Linked DNA regions of Mus musculus: regions 1, 3, 4 and 5 are each linked to region 2. Evidence: chromatin contacts called from public HiCAR-type, HiChIP or PLAC-seq and promoter capture Hi-C data. All regions are on one chromosome and are shown on one strand. The core of a region is the stretch at or near the end of the contact, and the rest is flanking DNA. Distances in the headings are between cores, read along the strand shown.

Region 1 (4,119 bases), core at 498-2,997, 520 kb after region 2:
TTGCAAAGGCAGCTTTGAACACCTCTTTCAACACCCAGCTTAAAAGTATTCTGTAATATGGTCAATTAAAAGCTGCTTCTCTCTGAAGAATGGCAGGACTCCCAGCTCTGTGTGTGGAAACCCCGGCTCTGTGCTACAGTTGTTGTTGTTGTTGTTGATGTTGTTGTTGTTGTTGTTGTTGTAAACTACATAAGGCATGATTGCCCCGCCACCACACACTTAGGTTATCAAAGCTTGTCATGGTACCTGTTACAAAGCATGAGTGGGTGCTTAACTTTTTTCAGCCTAATTTGTTAACTCATCACTCAATAAATAGCTGATAGATGATGAAACACCTCTAGAGTATGTGACACACTAAGATAAATTCAACAGGAACAGATATGCATGAGCCCCACCCTCAAGGAATTCCCAGGCTATTAGCAAGGGCTGCAATCAGAACACAGTTAGAGCAAATATTCGTGTACTTGCAATTCACAGTTCAAAGGTCAGGTGCTGTGTTCTATTTACCTAATAAGGCATTTGCCCAGCCTTGGAGGCTCAGGAAGCTTGAGGAAGTGATGTTTTGGACTTTGATCTGAAGAAAGAATGGCAGTTAAATAAGTAAGGAGGGTAGAGACTCATTCCTGGTAGGCAGTCCCACACCTGCAGTACTCTTAGGGTAGGCCAGGAGTGAGAAGGCCTGGTTCCTTTCCTACAGCTGGTGGGCCTCCAAGGAAGAACACCAAGGTCATTACTTCCCCACTCTTTTACGAGAGTATTATCACTATTAGTTGGCGCATGCCACTGCAGTAAAACTGTCTAAAGTGGGATTTTTTTTTTAATTAAATCATTTCTACTTGAAGCTAATACTAACTAAGTCTCTTAGTGATGGAAGAGACAGAGTCCAAACTGGCCATCTCTTGTCACCAACTGAAGCTTCTAATACCAGGACTGGGTTGCTTTCAATTGAGTTGTTGGCCAAGAGGTCCCATGGAGATCCCTAAACAACCCAGGCTGTTGCTAAGACAAACTCTCCTCAAACATCCAGGCCCCATTGCTGAGAACCACACCCATACAACTCATTAAACATGGAGAAGTTGAGCTGGGCTCTACATGGATTCACATCTACTCCCTTTGGTGAGAAGAATCTTTGGTGTGGGAAGATACTCTGCAGGTCATCAAAAGAGAAACTTAAATACCAACCTGTCCATAAAACTTTTGATCTCCAGTCTATCCTATCTGAAAAACATTCTGGGACAATGGTGACATAGAACGTGTGGAAGTAGCCAAACAATGTCTGATTGACTTAAGGCTTGATCCCTGAGACAGAACCCATACCCAAACACTACTGGTCTTTAAAAAAAGAAGAAAAAACTATCATTAAAATTACTCCTTATGATATTGTGCTAAACTCATAAATCAGAGTCTTATCCAGTCAGCATCAGAGAGGCTTCCTCTGAGGGCAGATAGGAACAGATGCAGAGACCCACAGCCAGACATTGGGCAGAGAGAGACCTTGAACATCCAGCTCTCAATGGGAAGTTTTAGTCAAATCCCTTCCCTCACAGCTCAGAGAACCCCACAGAAGGGGAGGTGGAGAGTGTAAGAAACTGAGGGTACCGAGGTCCTGCCTGAGTGTGAGGGTCCTGAGGAAGGAAAGAATGGGAACAGAGCTGATGCAGTAATGACTCAGAGTCAGTAATAGACACACACTGCTAGTTCAGGTCCTCTCCTGTCCCTGATGATTCTCAGTATTCGTTATTTAATTTCAGTTTAAGCTTAAGGGTAAATAAACATAGAAAGTCTGAACCCAGTCTTGTGTTTACTAAAGCTACATCATCAAGGCTTTGATCACTGTTAATAATTATCGAGAACTCATAGATTTACATAAGCTCTATGAGTCCCGGATCAATAATCCCAGCCCCCTGTTTCCTTAGAGCAGAACCAAGCACAAAACAAAAGCACATTTAGCCTTCCACAGCCTGTTTTTATGGACATCTGGGCACAGCTCTTCCAGTTTTCTGGTACAGCAGACAGCAGCCTTTAGTAACTTCTTCCATGTAAGAATAGAAAAATGACAGACTACTAAAGTTAAAATGATACCTTACCAAGTTTTGAATTTATGTAAGTAATACACTAAAACAGTTAGCTCTCTCTAATACCTTTCCAGGCATTGATATCTTCAATTCATCAATCAGCTAGAATAACAGAGCACTAACTTTTTATATGCGTCTACATCATCTTTTAAGTCTCTAATCTTCATTTTCTTATCGCAGCAATGCTATAACCTCACGTACTCTCATTCTAATACTATATATTCCTAAAATATATATAAATTTCTATTTTTTCTATCCATACCCTTTCTTCCTGAGATCACTCTAACTCTCTGTCCTCGATATCTCTGAATTCGTTCTGGCTGATCAGTGCAGCAGTCATTGAACCAGAGGGTACATGTACTTCCCAATGATTCCGAAATCATTCAAGGCCAAGTCTGGTAATGAAGCATTTCCTAAAAGGACCATGTAGGCTTTTATGACACTTGTGATTATATTGTCTAGATCATTTCCCATGGTCCTGAAGGCCTGTCCATCATCCATCATGACCACCTCCATTCCTCATTCCTGAAAATCACATCAGTTTTGATTACTATGTCATGATTAGCTCTGAGTAATGGGGGTGGGGGGAGTATACTCCCCAAAAAGAAAGATTGAAAGTAGAGTAGTAAAGACAGAAGATCAAGTTTGGGGCAACAGCAACCATGTACACATGTGGGGGTCATAGGATCAACAGCCTGGCAATGCTCCAGGTGGAGGAACTGTGTCACACCTCCCCTTATACAGTCATGCCAGACTGGGCATGAGGGGATGGAGGACACCAGGAGAACAAGGCCCTCTGGATCAACTGAGCAAGAGTAATATGACTCATAGAGACTGAAGCAGTACACAAAGAGCCTATATAGTTCTACACCAGGCTCTCTGTGGATATATTACAGCTATTAGCTTAGGGTTTTTATGGGACTTCTGAGTGTGAGAACAAATGGGTCTCGGATTCTTGTGTTTGCTCTTGGAATCTTTCCCTCCTTTTGTACTGGCTGCTTTGTCCAGCCTCAATATAATAGTTTTTTGTTTCACCTTGTTATATTTCATTTTGTCAAGTGTGGTTGTTATCTTTTAGATAACAAGGTAATAAGAGACAGAATGGGGAGTGTATCCGAGGGAAGCTGAAGTGGGGAGGAACTGGGAGCAGCAGGAGTGGAAATTGTCATCGGCATTTATTGCATGAGGTAAGAACCTATATTCAATACAAGAAAAATAAAGGAATAAAAGTGTTTCTACTCACAGTTCACACATTTTAAATTACGGGTTTACACAAAGAAACAATCAGTGCTGGATGATCGCATGAGCTATACCCTTTATTGACTGGGTAGCTTTTGACTAGCCATTTAACTTCTCTACATCTTGGTTTTTACCTTCATAAAATTAGAAGGTTAATCCACAGGACATCTTGGGAGTTCCATTCAATGCTGAAGATTTGAAAAGATGTCTCTGAGTGCTATAAGGTGTGTCACCTAGTGATACAGGTGGTGTCCACTTATTAGATTAGCCTTTCCTAAATCACTTAGCCCCGTGGCCCACAGTAACAACATCCACCCTGGGGGTTAAACCTGATTCACAATGAAGAACACAGATGTTCTGCCGTGTGGAGGTCTGTGACCTTCTTTTTAAAGAAAATTGTGAAATTATATATACATATGCTTTAAAAACCTAAACTTTATCAGAACCTTTCTAAGGATAATAACAATATGACTTTTGCAAGCATGGGGTATTATCATTGTTTATTGTTACTAACTCAGACATAGTTAGACAGGCAGTTATACTAACAACTGACCTGAGAACTTGAGAGGACTTTTCTCAAGAAGTAAGGTGTTGGGATCCATTCCGGTTGGGGCCACCCCCACCATCTTCCTTCTGAGCCCAGCTGAGGCTGCTAAGGGCTCTAGAGTGCTCTCCACACTACAGGACCTTAGGATCACCTTGGGATCACGGGTGAGTGGAACGCAACATCAGCTCCAAAGAATTGCGGAGGGTCTTGTGCTGGCAGGAACAGGGACAAAGGAACCATGCCTGACCAGAGGCTGGG
Region 2 (4,332 bases), core at 1,412-3,911:
ACAAAGAGTGGCCATATGGCCACCCAAGCCAGTTATGCAAGAATGTGGACTGATGATGCATATGGACATCTTTCCCTGTGGGTCAATGCTGAGACAGTTCTGCTTCGCTGTTCCATGGACCCTTCACAGAGCACTTGGCTATACATCCTAATTTCCTAGAAGACAGCAATGATTTAGAGCACCTAGGAAGGTTTTCAGTAAAACTTAATACCAGTCGGGCACCTTGCTATCCTCCAAGGCGAACTCACCAGGTAAAAATGGTGTTACTACTATGCAAGAGGGAGAAGAAATCTAGAGATTAGAGAAGTCACTCTTCAGTGGGCCTGGGTTCTCTTAAGCCTGACACAGTAGTATAAATTCTCTTGTTCCCTGCTTGAAAGGGAGAAGCTGCTATTGGGAATTTTCATTGGAATGCTGAGACTGGGGAGTTATTCTCTGTGTCTGATGACAGTTTTTTCCTTGCAACTAGAATTAGGAAGGAACATAGAATGAGACAAAACTACCACACATGAATTTCCTTGGTCATGTAGCAGTGGTCTCTCTCACAATGTCACTACTCCATCCATCCATCCATCCATCCATCCATCCATAAATAAATGAATTCATGCAACCAGCAATGCCAGACCACCTATTTAAGGCCCACCCTTGTGCTTGATGCTATAGCGAAGAATGTATGCCCTCACTCCCAGCCTTGATATGAATGACACAATGCAGCTAAGGCAATGAAGGTAAGACCCATCTCAGGTCCAGCAAACATAGGACGTAGCTTTTCCTGAAAGCCAAACCTTCCTATTTCCTATCTCAATCCTCTGTTAGTTTCCTGATAGCAACCCTGAGGCACAGCACTTGCTGTTCTCAGAAACACACAAGGAGAAGTTTTAGATCAGTGAGTTGCACCTTGTTCTATTTTCATGACTATGCTATTTCACGCTCCTGGACCTAAAGAACTTTTAGCATAGATCTAAATGTGGTGGGGGCTCTAAACCATATATAAAACATGCAAATGTCAATGTCTGGTAGCCTACTATTACCCCATTCATAGCACTCTCACTAGCACTACCTGTTTAAAACAGAGCTTAAACCTCTGCCCAAGTTTCCAGTTCTTGGATTTCCCCACATTTAGAGAATAAATTTTCCTGACATATTATTGTAATGTTTTATGGGTAAAAAAAATTTACAACATTACCCTTAACTTTTAAAAATATATTTGTTACCTCACTGCCTTACAGATAAATTTCCCAATTTTTGTCACAGGATCAATAAGATTCTATAGAACTTACTCATCAAAGTCTTTCCCCCAGTTTTATTTTTCCACTCTGAACAGATTTTTTTTTTTGTCTGCGATGTGGAAACTTATGTATTATTTATCAACAGATACCTCGGGCAACTGTTGGGAAGTACCCCTCCAAAAAAAGCAAAGCAAAGCAAAACAAAACAAAACAAATCCATACAAAGAACTGCAAAAGATCCAAGTAGCATCTCAGACAATAAGAATGGAGACCGGATCAGTTGCTCAATAATCTGGGACATCAGAAGGCTAACTAACTGTGATCAGTTCTCCAAACGGTGCCCCCACTTGACCAGACTAGCTTTCCAAAGAAAGATCAGAGACCAGGAGAAAACAAAGCATGCTCCAAAAAGAGCTCTTAATACCTCAGCTTTCCTGAGAGGCCAGGTGGCAGGATGTGGGACAACGGACCCGGACTGACAACACACTATCTCAGTGTGGAGTCGGGGCTGCAGCAGGGAGTCTTACATGCCACCTAAAGTGGAGTCCCCAACAAGCAGGCCAGAGAATCATTTCTGCATGCATACTCTTCTTAAACTGTGGCAACTAGAGACCTAGTGGCAATCTCAAAGCACGCCCCTCCCCTCCACCTCCCGCCCCGCAACCCTCCTCCCACAGATCACTGAAAGGTTAGCTGACCGAAGTCTCCAAGTTGGATTTGGTGGCCTCTGAGAAACCCATCCCCTGTTGGGCCAGTTGTGCACAATATGGGAAAAAAGCCCAACGCGGTTCTGCAAGGTCTACGTGCCTATGAACACGCTGCACTTGATTTCCAAGTGGGGGGGGGGTGTCACCCACGACCACACGACCTAGGAACCCAAAAGGTGACTGACTATTCATCAGCCAGCTGCAGCTCCTGTCACCCTGCAGGATCGAAAAGGAATAGCTAGCTAACTAGTCGGCTGAAGAAACTTCGGGCTGTCAACCTAAACACCTGGCACCGGGACCTCAACTCCGGCCAACAATACCCCAACTCCAGGATCCCTGCAAAGCCAGCGCAAGGCAGCTCCACACTGAGCTGGCCGTGCACCCCGAATCTGGCTGGCAGTGCACCCCACTGACCGAGGACCCCCGCATTCTGCTAGCCGTGCACCCCGCAGCCGGAGCATCGCTCACCTCTTGGGGCCGCGCGGAGCCCTCGCAGAGCCCAAGTGGCCGGCCGGCCGTCACTGGCGCGCGCCGCAGCCCGGGATCGTGGTCCGGGTCGTGGTGGGGGTCGGGCCGAGGCGGAGCCCCATGGACACCCGATCGGGCTCGCTGGCTGAGGGGGTGTGCACGTCTTTCGGCGGCCTGGCTCACCGCTCCGCCTCCGGCTCCGAAGACTACAGACTGGGCAGTTCCCTTTTTTGCCTTTCAGTTGTATGCTTTGCCAACAGGGGGATTTCCGATGGAAATTCCAGTCACGTGACCCGCGTGGCGCGCCGCCGACCGGCAGAGGGCGCTCTAAGCCGTGCCCGCCCCGCCCGGAGAAACTCCTAGGTCCCGCCCCGGGGTGTCCCCGCGTGAGTCACCTGGGCATTTCGGAAGCTGCCTTCCACGTCACATCCATGTGGAAATCGCGGTGATGGGAACTGGAAATGCAATAGGTTCTTTTTTATAGCTTCTTTTCTGAAGAAAATCAGCTGTGAAAAGGAAGGGAAATTAGAGAGAAAACCCAAAAAACCACCCAGACACACAGGACCTCAGGCTTGAAGCTTGGCTTTGAAGTCTGGGCTGTGCACGTGATGAGCACTTCAGAAAGAGCCCTCCGCAGGGTCCCGAAGGGAATTGACAGAAAAAGCGGCAGGGTTCTCCAAGCCATGTGTCAGCTTCAGGTTGGATGCAGTGCAGAGTGAGATCAGACCCCATGGTCCTGCAGTTTTTGAGTTACGGGGGGTGGGGGGGGGCAAGGTCAATTTCAGAGAGAATTAGATTCGCCTCCCCCACCCCCACTCCTACACACCCTCCATTTCTCCTTTATTTCCCTGTTCCAAGGAGCGTTTTAAAGTTTAGAAATTTCTTCAAGTTTATTGCTGGCTTTCCCCGATCCTTCTACAGTTGTTTTCTTAAGTATTGTTTGGCTGGCCTGAGAATTAGTTCGCCCCATGAAGCCAATGGAGGATAGCCTTCCACAATGCCCTGATTGATCCCCGACTTGCCTTTCTTGAGAGGGGAGAAAGCTTCGCTTCACTTAGACAGGGGCTTGAGCTCTGCAGAAAGAAGCGAAAATGCTTTTACCTTTCTGGAGAAAGTGGAGTGTGTATGGGGGTGAGGTGGGGTGGGGTGGGGATACTCTCTGCAGAGCTACACACTAGAAACTGAGGTGGCTTCATTCACTGGCCAGGAAGGGCCACTCTGAGAAGGTGACATTGAAACTCTGTGACAAAGAAACCTCCAGGCAGTCTAGAGATAAGACCTCAAGGGTCAGCCACATTTGATACATCAAGGGGCTGAGCAGAGCTCTCTGGGTGGTTGTGCTGGGGCTAGGGTGCAGGGTGTGAGGCTCTTCCCGGAAAGGAGCCGGGATCTGTTTGAGGGACCACGGGAGGTCTGCGGAGTGACCTGATGTTATTTTAAATAGTGTTTAGTGTGATTAATTTACTCTGTGTGTGTGTGTGTGTGTGTGTGTGTGTGTGTGTGTGTGTGTGTGAGTGTGTATCTCTAGGGTCCCCTGGCAGGATTCCTAGAAAATAGCGCAAACCAGATAGAAATACTCAGTGCCACTGGGACTTCAAGTGTGTTTGCCAAGTTGCCAGACTGTATATTGCCCGTTTGAACTAGAGACATGTGCTTCTTTCCCCAGTAGTGACTGGGCTAGAGGACAGCATTTTCTATTTGTAATGAGAGGCTTGAAGCAAGAGTACTGGCCACTACCCCAGGACAGGTCTAATGGCCATTACCCCAGCCCCACTCCCCACACAGGTCCTTCCCTACTCCGTTTCTATTTAAAACCTGCCAGTATTTGTCTTCTTCTTTACAGATGTTTTCAGCTTCGGACACTTAAGCAGTGTAGCAATTTAAATTCCTGACATATTTATTACAGGCTCACATAAGGTTTTATGTGA
Region 3 (4,200 bases), core at 1,200-3,699, 610 kb before region 2:
TTACCACACTGTGTACGTGTGAGTTGCGAGGTACCCAGTACCCATGGCTCTGGGTAAATAGTCCATTGATTAAGGTGTGTGTTCTTGGTCATTGCTAAATGAATGAGTGTGGTGGCTTCTGAGGCAGCCCACTTAGGCTCTTCTAAGATAGCTGGAACCCACCTGGAGCATGAAGAAAGCTGTGACCTCCGGGGCGGACGAGAACCATTGTATTTGCTGTTGGCCAGTAGCAACTTTGATCCAATTAATTAACAAATTAATGTTTGTGATTTTCTTTGTATTAGCAAATATTCAATCATCTAAGCCAGTGATTCTCAACCTTCCTAATACCACGACCCTTTAATGCATTTCCTCGTGTCGTGGTGACCTCCAACCATAAAATGATTTCATTGCTGCTTTATAACTTATTTTGCTACTATTATGAATCATAATGTAAATATCTGATATGCAGTATATCTGATATGTGACCCCAAGGAGGTTAAGACCCACAGATTGAAAACCACTGACCTAAGCCATAGATTAGGCAGTACATGGAGGATTGGTTAATCAATTCTGTTTTGTGGTTTGTAGGAACAGTTTTTAGAAATCCAGTTTGTGGGCTGGAGAGATAGTTCAGCAGTTAAGAGCACTGACTGATTGCTCTTCCAGAGGTCCTGAGTTCAATTCCCAGCAACTGCATGGTAGCTCACAACCATCTGTAACAGGATCTGATGCGCACTCTTCTACAGCTACAGTATACTCACATAAAATAAATATTTTTTTTTTTTAAAAAAAGAGTGAAATCCAGTTTGTTAGCATGCCTACATTTAGGGTAAAATTGTTTTTTTGGCAAATAATTTCAGCTTCTGTATAAATGTAAACAACTTTAAGGGACAGTCTTGAGTCTTGGCTCTGATAAGCCAGTTATTTCTCTTGGTTGCTCATAGTGAGTTTTCTCCTTGCTCCTCCGTTAGGTTCTGCCAGATGTGTGCAAGGCTGGGGCCATGTGAGGAGTACTGAGTCCAGTACTGGGTACTGGACTGGGTGCACTGAGACTGTGCACCCAGGCCAAGAGGATTCAGCTGTCTCAGGTGTATCAAGGTGTATCAGGCACAGCAAGGGGTTCATTATGAAGCTTAGATACCTTTAAATTATAAATGTGAATTACAGTGCAGCTATAAGGAAGGTGTGGACAGCAGGTTAGAGAGACTTGTGCACGTTGTTTGGTGCCCATGCACTCTTAGAGGGCAGGAGCTCTGTCTTGCTAAGTAGAAGGCTCGTTCACATTTTTTCTGAGGTGCTCTTAAAAACTCCTCATTTTTATATTTTTAATTCTTTTTACTTCTTGTTTTCTTGAGACTGGATGTCACCTAGCCCAGGCTGGCTGCTCTACATAGAGTGGAAGTCAGTTCTCTGCATTTACCTCTTCAATATCAGGAAGATGGGTGTGCACCACTGGGCCTGGCAGCTCTATCGTCTCTGCACTTGTAATAATGGTCAGTGTAGACACATCACTGAAAATTAAGAGCTGAGGTAGGTAGGACCAGCACACCCAGTAGCCGAGAACTTCAGACCCCGTGCTGTCTGCTTCCCATCCCTGACCACTGCTCTGGCATGGGGTATGTGTGGGCTTGAGTTCATCTGTCTGTAACCTGAGGCATTTAGGCATCATGGTCTCTTGAGAACCCTTTAGCTTTTCTGGCCTCATTAGTGCTGACGGCTGTTTTCTCAGTTGCCTCTTCAGTCCCAGTGTCTTCTTGTGTAGCATGAGAGTCTACTGTCTTGGGGACACTTTGCTCTGGAACTTCTTCAGCGAACGCCCCAGCCCTGGCATGCTTGAAGAACTCCGTCATTCCGTCTCAGAGAGTCAGGGTAGACTTGAGACACAAAGTTTGCCTTTAGAACTGTTTGTTCTCTGGAACAGGGTTTCCCTGTGTAGCTAGCCCTGGCTCTCCTGGAACTCACCTTGTAGACAAGGCTGCCCTTGATCTAGGAGTTCCTCCTGCCTCTACCTCCCCATATTCTGCCTGCTGGCTGCAGAAGGGGAGGCAGAAACAGGTGCACACATGGCTGCGTTTCACCTTTGCTGAAAGCAGGAAGTGAAGTGAAACTGCTTACCTTATCCTTAATCGCGGCATTCCTTAACCCGTGTCCCCACCCCCACCCCCGGAATTCGGGACTAGAAACCACATTAAAAGCGCTTCTGGTGATCACCCTTTTTCAGAAGTGGGTCCAGTAGTCAGCAATCAAAATCTTTTTTGTGATCTGCAGAGAGACGTCTACGTTCTGCACAGGCTTGCTTTTCCATTGCTTTGCAGGAGTTCAGAAGTTTGAGCTACCACTGAAGTACGGTCTGTGGAGGGGCGGGGCTCTCTGTCTCCAATGAGGTGCCTTCAGTGTCGGGCAAGCCTATCATCTTTCGCAGGAGTGCTTACTCTGTAATCCAAGCGATAGCCACGCAGCCTGTTTTATTGTTTGTGGAGTCCTGCGGCTAGGAGCGCTTCCCAGACGGGAAGGAGGGCAAGTGGGCGGTTTATGATTCTTCCCTGGGCCGGGACAACAGAGCCGAACCCTTTGATTTCTCCTGAGTAACCTGTGTGGGTGAACTTTAAACTAGGGGCCTGCTTGACGCTGGATCTTTTTCTGCAGGGTGAGGAGTTAGCTCCGGAAGCCTGGCTGTCTGCCTTAAGAGGGAAAGATGCCCTGGAGAGGCGTAGGATTACCTTTAGGGATGCTAGCCATGCAGCCAAGAGTCGGGGTACCTTGGCTCTTCTTCACAAAGTCTTGGCAAGTGTGTCTGAAATGACTGTACTGTTTATTTTTCTAAAGCTTGTACTTCTATTTATTATTATTTTTATTTTTGCCTGAGGACCTCCCGCCAGAAATTGGTGCTACAATGTGTCTAGAGTAAACCATTTTCTTAAAAAATTTATCTTTAATCCTTCATTTTCCTTTTAATCGGGCACGCAGAAGCACAAAGCCTGCCCGACTCTCAGCGTTAAGAGGGAAGGGGCAGGCCCCTTTCAAGGATCCCGGCCAATTCTAAAAAGCCAGCATTTTGTTTGTTGGGCTGCCCTTTGTCTCTAGAGGATTTTGATGTGAAAGAAGATGAAAAAGGACGGCTCCTCAGGTTCCTTCGGAATCAAGGCAAGCCCAGGCTCCCTCTCACGTGCTGTGAGTTGGATAAATTTCTCCTCCCTGTCCAGGCAGACAAAGAGGCTGTTCCGCAGTGATGGAGAGCTGTCCGTTTGTGGGCACCAGGTGGAAGCCGATGATGAGAACTGGATATACAGGACCCAGCCCAGAAAAGGTGACTTGATTTTATTCTTAATTTAAACATCTTTTTAAAAGTTTGCTCTATAGAATTCTTTGTTCCTGCCGGTGCTTTCCTGTCACGTCCTCTCCTGCTCCATCAGGAGTTCCTTATTTGTTTTTTTTTGTGCTGGAGCTAAGTACCATTCATTTGTTTACACGTCTGAAATAAAAACTGCTCCGCCAAGATCCAGCTTGAGACCGTGTAGCCTTCCCAGAAGGTTAAATAGCTGTTGTTTGCCGCAGGTGCTCTCCCCTCTTCCCCAGTCCATGCTCGCCTGTGACTTGGATAAGTCAGTAAGACGCTGTCACCCCAGATGGAATCATCTGGTCTGGGCCAAGTCATGAGCTCTTTCCAGTAAGTGCTCTGACAAAGCTTGAGGGTTTGTGTCTTTTTGCGGCGTTCTTCTGAGAAGATGAATGGGTTTGGTGAATGTGTGACTTAGACAGGTGTTGAGTGTGACACGGAGGAAAATGGACACAAGGGGTTTACCTTGGCCAAAAGAGTTTTGGATTTCTGTCAAGTTCCTTGTCAGACCAGCGCTGGTGTCTGTTCTCAGGATTAGCATGTTAGACCCCCTGGAAGGTGAGGAAGACTATAGTCCTGCTGGAGGACATGGGCACATCCTAGGCTTTTATAACACTCCCTATTTTCTATATAGACTTTCTAACGTCTGCCTATTAGGATGTCTGGTGTAGGGACTGAACTGTTTAGCTCTGAAATGGTTTCTTCATTGGATGTTGTCCAGAGTTCAGCAGGGAAGCACTCCTGTGTGTTACAAAGGAGCCTAGGCCAGACACTGTTCAGGACTGACTTGTTTACTGTGTTCTCCCTTTGCCAAGGGAAACCTTGCTAGAACATCTCAGGGACCTATTCTTTCTTCCCTCTCTTTTGGGAACCCAAACTGC
Region 4 (4,381 bases), core at 1,547-4,046, 540 kb after region 2:
AAATTTTCTGTCTACTTGCTTGCTGCTTCCTGAGGCCCTAATTTCATTTTCTCTTGGAAGGACTAGGTTTCCTGAACTTCATGTCCACGGTTTCCTTCTTTTCTGGCTCATATAGGTGTATATAAACTATAACTGTACAAGGGCAAACACCTACGCTATTTCACCATTCTTCTGACTAGATTGATGGAGAAAACTTGTATTGTCTTCTTGGTTTTTACATATTCACTCAACATTTATTCCTAGAATACATTCATGTTGCATGTAGTCATGTCCCATGTAAAATATCATCGACTGGGGAAATGTTCTATCTGACTGCCTACCTGTCAGCTGGCTGATGATCACTTAGCTTGTTTATAGATGTTTTGTCATCATAAACTAACTTCATTTTAATGTATTTGTGAGTGTTTATCGATGTGGGAGCTGAAAGTCTCGTGTGTATTTAGCTAGAAAATGAAAGGCCATGGTACAGATTGTACATATATTTAACATTACATAGCAAAGCTAGATTGTCTTCCTAACCATCATGAGAATGGGCTCTAACAACACAGTAACTACCACAAATGCAAACAGATTAAAGCCAATGTGATGGTTTGTATATCCTTGGACCAGGGAGTGGCACCATCTGAAGGTGTGGCCTTGTTGGAATAGGTGTGACCTGGTTGGAATGGGTGTGTCACTGTGGGTGTGGGTATAAGATCCTCACCCTAGTTGCCTGGAAGTCAGTCTTCCACTAGCAGCCTTTGGATGAAGACATAGAACTCTCAGCTCCTCCTGTGCCATGCCTGCCTGGATACTGCCATGCTCCCACCTTGATGATAATGAACTGAACCTCTGAACCTGTAAGCCAGCCCCAATTAAATGTTGTTTTTTATAAGACTTGCCTTGGTCATGGTGTCTGTTCACCAGCAGTAAAACCCTAACTAAGACAACCAACTATCAAAAGATAAAATATTTCCACTTTTAAAAGGGAGGGATTAGGTGAGTCCTAATGAGTAAATAAAAGGAGTTAAGAAGCAATAAGCATGAATTGAGAAAATATTATAGCAACCCCCACATACAAAATATCACAATTAAAACAATGATTTTAATAGATCCATGTGATATGTGATATCCAGAAAGACTTCCTGGAAGAATATCCAAACGTATACTTCAGGGGCTGCATAAGAATTTACCCTCTGTTACTAATTACAGTATCCTGGGCTGGAGGCAGCTCCGGAGTCCGCTATGCGTGGAATGTATAAACAAAAGCACTGGATATAGCCAGGTAGCTAGACAGTCAGTCACAGACTTAGAGGCCACTGAGGATGTGCCAGTGGCCTTGGACCCCACCTCTTCTTTCTGGGATAACACTAGCAAGTGAAGCAACTCCGGGTCTCCTTCTTAATATTTAAAATACCTTGTGCAAAGTATCACAACTCTGCTGAAGCCCAGTAAGGGAGGAAAAGTTGCCTCCTCCTGCTCAAAACAATGGGATCTGAGTTCTACTTCTGGCCCTAGGTGGAGACATGACACAAAAATTTTAAAGAAATACGATTGACTTCCCCCTTAAGAGTTAATCCAAACAGGCCTGTCAATCAATTTGCTATGAGGCCTTCCCTCAGAAATCTCCCTGTAGTGAGATGATGAATTCATCGTCCTCAGATTCTCTTCCCAGAGTGTATTTACTGCAGCTCATCTGAGCCTGCTAAGATGTCCTCTTTTCTGAGTTCTAACGAAACACGTGTAACGTTCCCTTTCTCTTGGTCTGTCTCTTGTTTTCGTACCAGCCAAAACCCTAAGCATGCTTTAGCCAACACTGTGAGCATTCTCTTTCTTTAGAGTGACCCCCACCCCCTTCTGCTGTGTAGCTGCTTTGCCCATCTCCATTCCTGAACATGCTTGCTTTCTTGGACCTACCTCAAAAGACATGGCTATCTCTCTTCTTATTCCATTCCTAGTAGTTAATGAGGTAACAGTTGTCTTCCCTCAAACTCTTATAAATCAATCCTCAAGTTCCCTTCTGAGCTTATTTTTTAAATTCTTTTACTAATAATACTAAGGATCAATAAAATGGAATCCTATTTAGAAGTGACACATTTGGCATCTCACAGGGGTTATCATTCAAGGTGTTCCTCTGCTGCCATGGTCTGTCACTTGGCTCGAATAAGCACCTTTGGGCTAAGATTCCTTTAGGAGGATTAATTCTCTAGACTTTGCCTTTCTGTACTCTTGGCTTTGGTACTCTGCCTTCCTGGAAAAAAGAAATGTCATCTTCCCCCTCCTCTTTAAAGTTCCCTCTCTTGGAAAGGAACAAGACATGGGGGATACGCACAAAGCCTTTCCTTCTTAGGTTGTTTTTCTGTGTGTATGTGACATGGTTGCTTCTAAATGGCACTAAATTTAATCCCCTCCCTTTCCTCTCTGGCTGTTGAGACTCCATTTATTTCCTTCACTACTCCTGTTCTTTCAGAGCCAGACAGATTTGGATCAAGCTAAGGGGGGGGGGGGGAATAGACAAAGCAGCTAAGCAGGTTTGGTCAGGTTTGGGCGTACAGAGCACTGAACAAAACAGAGGGTACCATAACTGCCTTGTTCTAAATGTGGTGCTAGACAACTAGATCCATGATCATGGGGTCTCTAGGAAGTCCACAGTGGGGAGGTAACTCATAAGGCTGGGGTTGTTTAAAAGCAGGGTTGTCTGCTTTGACAGCTCATTTCTAACGGTCATGAGTCGCCTGCTACAGAGGTTCACAGACTTTTCTGTCTTAGCTCATGTCATCCTCAACTGGGCCGGTGGAGTTCACACCATGGGATAATTTTTCACTCTCAGTCTCTCCTTGTCCTTCCAAAACTGCTCAGAAGTATCCTTATCCCATCTGGGTCTCATCTGCAGATTTTTAAACCAAAAATCTAGAAGCCAACGGAAAATGAAATCCAGATGACATCTTTTCATATTTCTAGTTACAGCTGGATTTTTGTTGTCTTCATCATGGGAAATCATGTACTTTATTTTTCTTAGGTCAAGACCATAAAATTCTTAATTTTTTCTACCTATAACTTCTCTCCATGTATACATTTATATGCTTGGATACAGAATCTTTCTTATTTTTTTAGACAATGTGCCTCATGTCTCTCCCTTTGCTCCATATCTACTGATATATGTGTGTGTATGTGTGTATGTATGTGTATATATGTATATATTGTTCTGATATAAACATACATATGTATGTATATATGTGTATGTGTATGTGATGATATGTGTATCATTGTGTTTAAATGTTGTTAAATATGCAGTTGTTGTGGTTAAATATGCAGGTCACATGTTTGGCACATGTGTGTCCACCTTCACCACTACACATATAAACATTAATAATTATAGCAAATAAAAGAGTTGTCACAGCTGTGCTTCCTAGTTCTCTCTTCTAAGACTGATGATTGCGAAGGGCCCATTGTATATGCTAATATATTAGGTAAGAATGTAGTTAGAGCTTAGGTAAAGAAGGAAGTGTTTCCCAGTAAGTTGAACCATATTCATTCTGCTACCCAGGCAACTATAAAGCCTTTTACAGCCAAACATGTCACCTTTACTTCCAGAAGAATAAAAGGGAACAAGGACCTCCAAGAACCACCTTAGACTCAAGCCTTGAGGGGTACCTGGAAAAAATGCAGCGGTTTTAACAACCAGCAGTTGGAAAATTAGATATTTTTTCCCCATGAGTTGTATCAATTGTCAATATGACCAGTCTGTGGATAACTGAGGACATGAAATTACTGAGATTTAAAAGAGTAAGGTTTTATTTTTTTAGTGATGAAATGAAAAATGGAGAAGCAGTATTTGTGAAATAGGCAATCAATGACAATTAACTTATTAAACAACTAATTAAGCTATTAATGACAACGGCTATATTAACTAACCATTGCTAATGAAAATAACCAACAATATTATTTTCTTGTTGTCTAAATCATACTTTTCAATCCTAGTGACCAACAACAATACTCGCACTTTAAGCTTTATTCTCTCACAAACACATTGGAAAATGGCAGAGCTCTCATCTGAACCTCAGTTTTGGTAGTGGCCAGTGTGATGTGTACTTTGGATTTTGAACTAAGGCATAATCGATCCTGACTCCTTGTCTTTTTAATCTGAAAATATTCTTAAGATTGCTTGTAAATCTTGCAACACGGCGTGGCACTAACTGCCATAGCCAGTCAGATCTCATGAACAAAAGAACTTCCAGGAAGCCATAATAATTCTCCATCTTAGGCTTTCAAATCTTTGGCTAATGTACAGTGGGTGCTTGATGGGTAGACAGTCATCTACAGCTAGATCCACAGCTTTGTCAGCTGCCATAGCTTATGACACAGATGTTTCTTAGACACTTTTAATAATCCAGAAAAAATT
Region 5 (3,998 bases), core at 1,380-3,879, 560 kb after region 2:
TGAATGAATGAATGAATGAATGAATACCTAGCCACTAGGGTAAAAGCTGACAACTGAACTCCTGTTATACATGCTTGAAGAGGGAAAATCAGTTTTCCCAATGGAGTGAGTGACATGAGGTATGTCCAACACCTCAGGGTAAGACTTATATTCTGCAGTTGACCAGTGTTGTGGGAAATACTAAAAAACAAACAGCAAGTTCCCGCTCCACCCAGCTACTCCAGCCCGGGCAGTCTCACTGGCCAGTTCTTATCTCATGGAGATTCTCTAACTCAGAGCTCCAAAATCTCTCCACCCAGCTCGCTAAGTTCCCACTGGTGGTTCGTTACTATGCCAGCCCTACGCTTCAAATCTCCCACAGCCTTTGTGGTGCACCTCAGGCAAGCCCATGCTTTGCACCCATACCTATCTCTCTGGAACCTGACGGATCCACCATTGAAACCGGGAGACACTAGTAGCTACATCTTGTCCTCACACTATCCTCATCCAAAAAGGGCCTCCCTCCCTCCTGTTTCCTCTCTTTCCCTATCCAACCCAGAAGTCCCCGCCTACTCGCCCAGTGATTAGCTCCTTTATTCATTAGAGGACTGTTCACAAGAAGTCACGTGAGTATGTGACTTATTCCTGGTTTGCAGCCCCTCCCAGGAGATCAGAATTAGCAACAATGGACTCCACAGTTTTGTGTGTGTGCTTTTATTTGGTTACAATTCAGTGGTAGTTTTAGTTATTGTTTTGTTTCCTTTTTTGTTTTGTTTTGTTTTGTTTTGAGGAAGAGTATAAAGTTGATTGGGTGAGGGGAAGGAGTGTATCTGGAACACTTGGGGGAGAGGATAAATATGATCAATATATTTAAATTTAAATTTTGTTTTAAATAATGAATATATAAGGCCAGGCATGGTGATGCACGCCTTTAATCCCAGCACTCGGAAGGCAGAGGCAGGCAGATTTCTGAGTTCGAGGCCAGCCTGGTCTACAGAGTGAGTTCCGGGACAGCCAGGGCTATACAGAGAAACCTTGTCTCGAATAAAAAAATAAATGAAGATATAATAAAATAAATATAATTATATAATAAAATTTAAAAATAAATAGATAAATATGTTAGCCCTAGTGAAAAGAAAAATGCCACCTCAATAAAAGCAACTTAAGAAGAAAGGGTTTATTTTAGCTCTTAATTACAGGTTATAGTCCATCATAGCAGGGAAACCATAGTAGCAGGAGCTTGAAAGAATTAGCCACATTAAATCCACAGTCAAGAGCAGAAGGCAACAAAGTAATGAAGAAGCTCACCTGCTCAGTCCATTCTTTCTCACTCTCACACAGTTCAGGAACACCTAAGGAGGAACTGACACCACCCACTCTGAGTGGATTTTTTCCCATGTCAATTAATGCAATCAGTATAACTCACAGTGAACTATGGTGATACAATATTATGAAAATATTTCTTATGTTCTAAGAGTCTGTAACTTTTGCTGGACCTCTAGCTCGAGTTAATAACACACCTTGAGGTCACTGACGATTTAAGACTACTACCCTACTGCATAGTCAGCCTGTTTATTTAACCTTCTTTTAAGACAGCAGTTTGCAACCCTTTGGGGGATGGCTGATTCTTTCACAGTGGTCACATATCAGATATCCTGCATAGCATATACTTACATATGACTCATAACTAGCAACATTATAACTAGCAACATTACAGCTACGAAGTAGCAACGGAATACTTGTATGGTTTGGGGTCACCACAACATGATGAACTGTGATAAAGGGTCACAGCACCAGGAAGGTGAGAACCACTGTTTTAAGAGGACAACATAGTCATTAACTGTACTTGACTTGGATTTCCCATTTAATCAACTTTTAGAACCTAAGCTAACGCACAGCTGTGATATTCAGTTGAGCTTAACTCAGAGCTCATGACTGATTCATTTAATCCTTGCATGTACAAACACAGCCACTGTCAAACCTGATCTAGATGACCCTTCAGGGAGACTTTCCTCCCAAGTAGTTCTAGAAGGTGTCAGGCAGACATTAAAACTAACAGTCACTACGTCCAATCTACTTTTTGTTGTAAAATATTGCACTGAGAGAAGAGTCTGTTCCTGTAAATTTGATCTAAGGCAATATTTACAGTGTGTGTTTGTGCCAAGGAAACCACAATTTTAGCTCACTAACCCCCTCCCGACAAATTGACGCACACATTTCAAACCACAGAGACGAAAAACATATCCTTTTAAGTAATAAAGAGTAATGATTAGAACTTAACACCTTCTAAGAAGGAAACTCTTTGATGTTGGTATTTAAACTTCTAGACTTGCATTCAAACCCTCCGTAAAGTTTGACAGGGAGAAAACATTAAAATAAAACGTTATTTTCATAACTCAAATTTGATGTAGCCATCGTCACCACCACAATCATTTCGTAAACAGACAACACTGGCTGCAGAGCTCAGATTTACATTTTTCCTTGCAGTCGGACATGGTGCCCATGTCCTACGACACACTTTCTTTCCTTTTCTCAGCTTCAACAATCCACGGCTTGCCTCTTAGACTGCCCATCTTTGTGCAGCAATATGCCTAGAACATATGTCAAAGCCACACACTACACATAGATTTCCTGCCAATTTACCCTTTTCATGATATTTTACCTCCCAAAGATCATCAACAGGAGCCATGTAACTGGATTGTATGACACGTGCTACCAAGCCTGCTCTGGAAACCTGGCTGGGTGCCAGTGCCTTCCTTAGCTCACTCAGACACGATCCTTCAGAACTGCAACAGGATGCTGCAGCAGGAGGATTTTGGAGCAGGCAGCTTCTAGGCTGAATCTATATCCTCAGCTCACCTACAGTCTCTAGCCTACACACTTTTAGTTTTGAACTGAAGTGCCGTTCTTCTCCAGGTTCTCCAGTCTGCTGTTAATTCCTGCAGAGTTCGGCATTGCTAGAGACTATGGTCATGTCAGCTAATTACATAAAGTCTCCTCTCCTCTCCTCTCCTCTCCTCTCCTCTCCTCTCCTCTCCTCCCCTCCCCTCCCCTCCCTTTCTCTGTTCTCCTTTCTGCTCCCCTTCCCCTTTCTCCCGTTCCCCGCTCCCCACACACTGAGCAAGTGCTATAACCTTGAGCTGCACCCCCCACTCTTCTCTCCACATATATTTATACATATATCCCACTGGTTCTGCTTCTCTGGAGGCCCCTGATTTATATAACTATGCTTAATATATGACAAATTTATTTGGCAATTTAATGGACTTAGCTACTATTTATATTTCGCTAAGCCTCAAAAATCCATTCTGAGCAGGTTGGTTAGCCTCCCTTACTGTGTTGTGCACATGAGGTTACAACTTTCATAATTACAGAACAATGATGATAGTTCACTTTTAAGTTGCTACTCTTCCTCAGTTTGTATCTCCAGTAAAATAGTGTTTGAACTGTGGATATAGGGGTATCTATTCCGATGTCAGCAGGTTGGAGGAATCTCATGAGTCATCTACAATTCTGCAATCTACCTTGTGACCATGGGGAAAGTGTGCCTTAAGACAAGGAAAGAGAGACATGGAAAAAGGACATCTATTTCTGTGAACCAGGAAGTCCTTAGTCCTTATATCAAATCCCTGGACCAGAGCTCATCTGATGTCATAAGCTCATGCCAAGGAGTTAGGTGTCTGAACACAGGCTCTCCTCAGTGTGGCTTCTGCCTGGCACTTCAGCACTGCTGTTTTACAGAATTCTTTCTCTGCAGCAAATGTTCCTGATCCCGCAACCTTAGTCTGCCCAAGCTCATTCACCATCTCCTTTCTCTCCAGAAATACAGCACTGCCTGATACAATGGCACTTAGCAGGGTGGCCAGCCCTGTCAAAACAAACAAACAAACAAACAAACGAATGAACAAACAAACAAAAGACAGCAGACTCCCTCCACTTATACCCTTCAACCCCTACCTAACCTTGTACTGACATCTAACAGATAACATGGAAGGTGCATACTAGAATGGAGATAGCAC

The links. Promoter capture Hi-C pulls out the DNA fragments that hold promoters and counts their contacts. HiCAR-type assays count read pairs that join an accessible place to other places. HiChIP or PLAC-seq counts read pairs in DNA pulled down with a chosen protein or histone mark.
Region 1: a contact with region 2 is called in a FOXA1 HiChIP or PLAC-seq map of pancreatic cancer cells. The contact joins the enhancer-like site here to the promoter of Tnfaip3 in region 2. A contact is called at or near these places in 14 of 39 promoter capture datasets (the 3T3-L1 cell line, 3T3-L1-derived adipocytes, the C10 cell line and 9 more), 6 of 484 Hi-C or Micro-C datasets (adipose-derived mesenchymal stem cells, embryonic fibroblasts, muscle stem cells and 2 more), 14 of 115 datasets of contacts at active chromatin or transcription factors (the NIH/3T3 cell line, bone marrow-derived dendritic cells, bone marrow-derived macrophages and 9 more) and 2 of 9 other capture datasets (adipose tissue and liver).
Region 3: a contact with region 2 is called in a promoter capture Hi-C map of liver, with 3 times the contacts expected there. The contact joins the promoter of Nhsl1 here to the promoter of Tnfaip3 in region 2. A contact is called at or near these places in 1 of 39 promoter capture datasets (liver) and 1 of 9 other capture datasets (adipose tissue).
Region 4: a contact with region 2 is called in a HiCAR-type map of fibro-adipogenic progenitors, with 2.7 times the contacts expected there. The contact joins the enhancer-like site here to the promoter of Tnfaip3 in region 2. A contact is called at or near these places in 7 of 39 promoter capture datasets (the 3T3-L1 cell line, the HPC-7 cell line, embryonic stem cells and 2 more), 4 of 115 datasets of contacts at active chromatin or transcription factors (bone marrow-derived dendritic cells, fibro-adipogenic progenitors, microglia and 1 more) and 3 of 9 other capture datasets (adipose tissue, liver and macrophages).
Region 5: an H3K27ac HiChIP or PLAC-seq map of double positive thymocytes shows a contact between it and region 2, with 6 times the contacts expected there. The contact joins the enhancer-like site here to the promoter of Tnfaip3 in region 2. A contact is called at or near these places in 9 of 39 promoter capture datasets (the 3T3-L1 cell line, the HPC-7 cell line, embryonic stem cells and 4 more), 5 of 484 Hi-C or Micro-C datasets (CD4 T cells, DN3 thymocytes, Sertoli cells and 2 more), 8 of 115 datasets of contacts at active chromatin or transcription factors (bone marrow-derived dendritic cells, double positive thymocytes, large pre-B cells and 5 more) and 3 of 9 other capture datasets (adipose tissue, liver and macrophages).

Annotation. Positions count from the first base shown.
Region 1 is chr10:19,531,149-19,535,267 of GRCm38.p6, forward strand. No RefSeq gene overlaps it. Among named protein-coding and RNA genes, the nearest start is that of Gm33104, 46 kb to the left of the region's middle. Within about 2 kb of position 1,748, at least 28 of the 459 cell types and tissues checked have an H3K27ac peak or open chromatin away from gene starts, as enhancers often do. A contact at or near this core is called in hepatocytes, liver and pancreatic cancer cells, where this site is marked.
Region 2 is chr10:19,012,749-19,017,080 of GRCm38.p6, forward strand. Tnfaip3 (tumor necrosis factor, alpha-induced protein 3) reads right to left here and starts at 2,662. Exons shown (of 9, transcript NM_009397.3): 1 at 2,405-2,662.
Region 3 is chr10:18,405,226-18,409,425 of GRCm38.p6, forward strand. Nhsl1 (NHS-like 1) reads left to right here and starts at 2,450. Exons shown (of 7, transcript NM_173390.3): 1 at 2,450-3,289. The coding sequence starts at 3,088.
Region 4 is chr10:19,555,030-19,559,410 of GRCm38.p6, forward strand. No RefSeq gene overlaps it. Among named protein-coding and RNA genes, the nearest start is that of Ifngr1, 35 kb to the right of the region's middle. Within about 2 kb of position 2,797, at least 6 of the 459 cell types and tissues checked have an H3K27ac peak or open chromatin away from gene starts, as enhancers often do. A contact at or near this core is called in fibro-adipogenic progenitors, where this site is marked.
Region 5 is chr10:19,576,037-19,580,034 of GRCm38.p6, forward strand. No RefSeq gene overlaps it. Among named protein-coding and RNA genes, the nearest start is that of Ifngr1, 14 kb to the right of the region's middle. Within about 2 kb of position 2,630, at least 47 of the 459 cell types and tissues checked have an H3K27ac peak or open chromatin away from gene starts, as enhancers often do. A contact at or near this core is called in DN3 thymocytes, double positive thymocytes, memory CD8 T cells and 4 more, where this site is marked.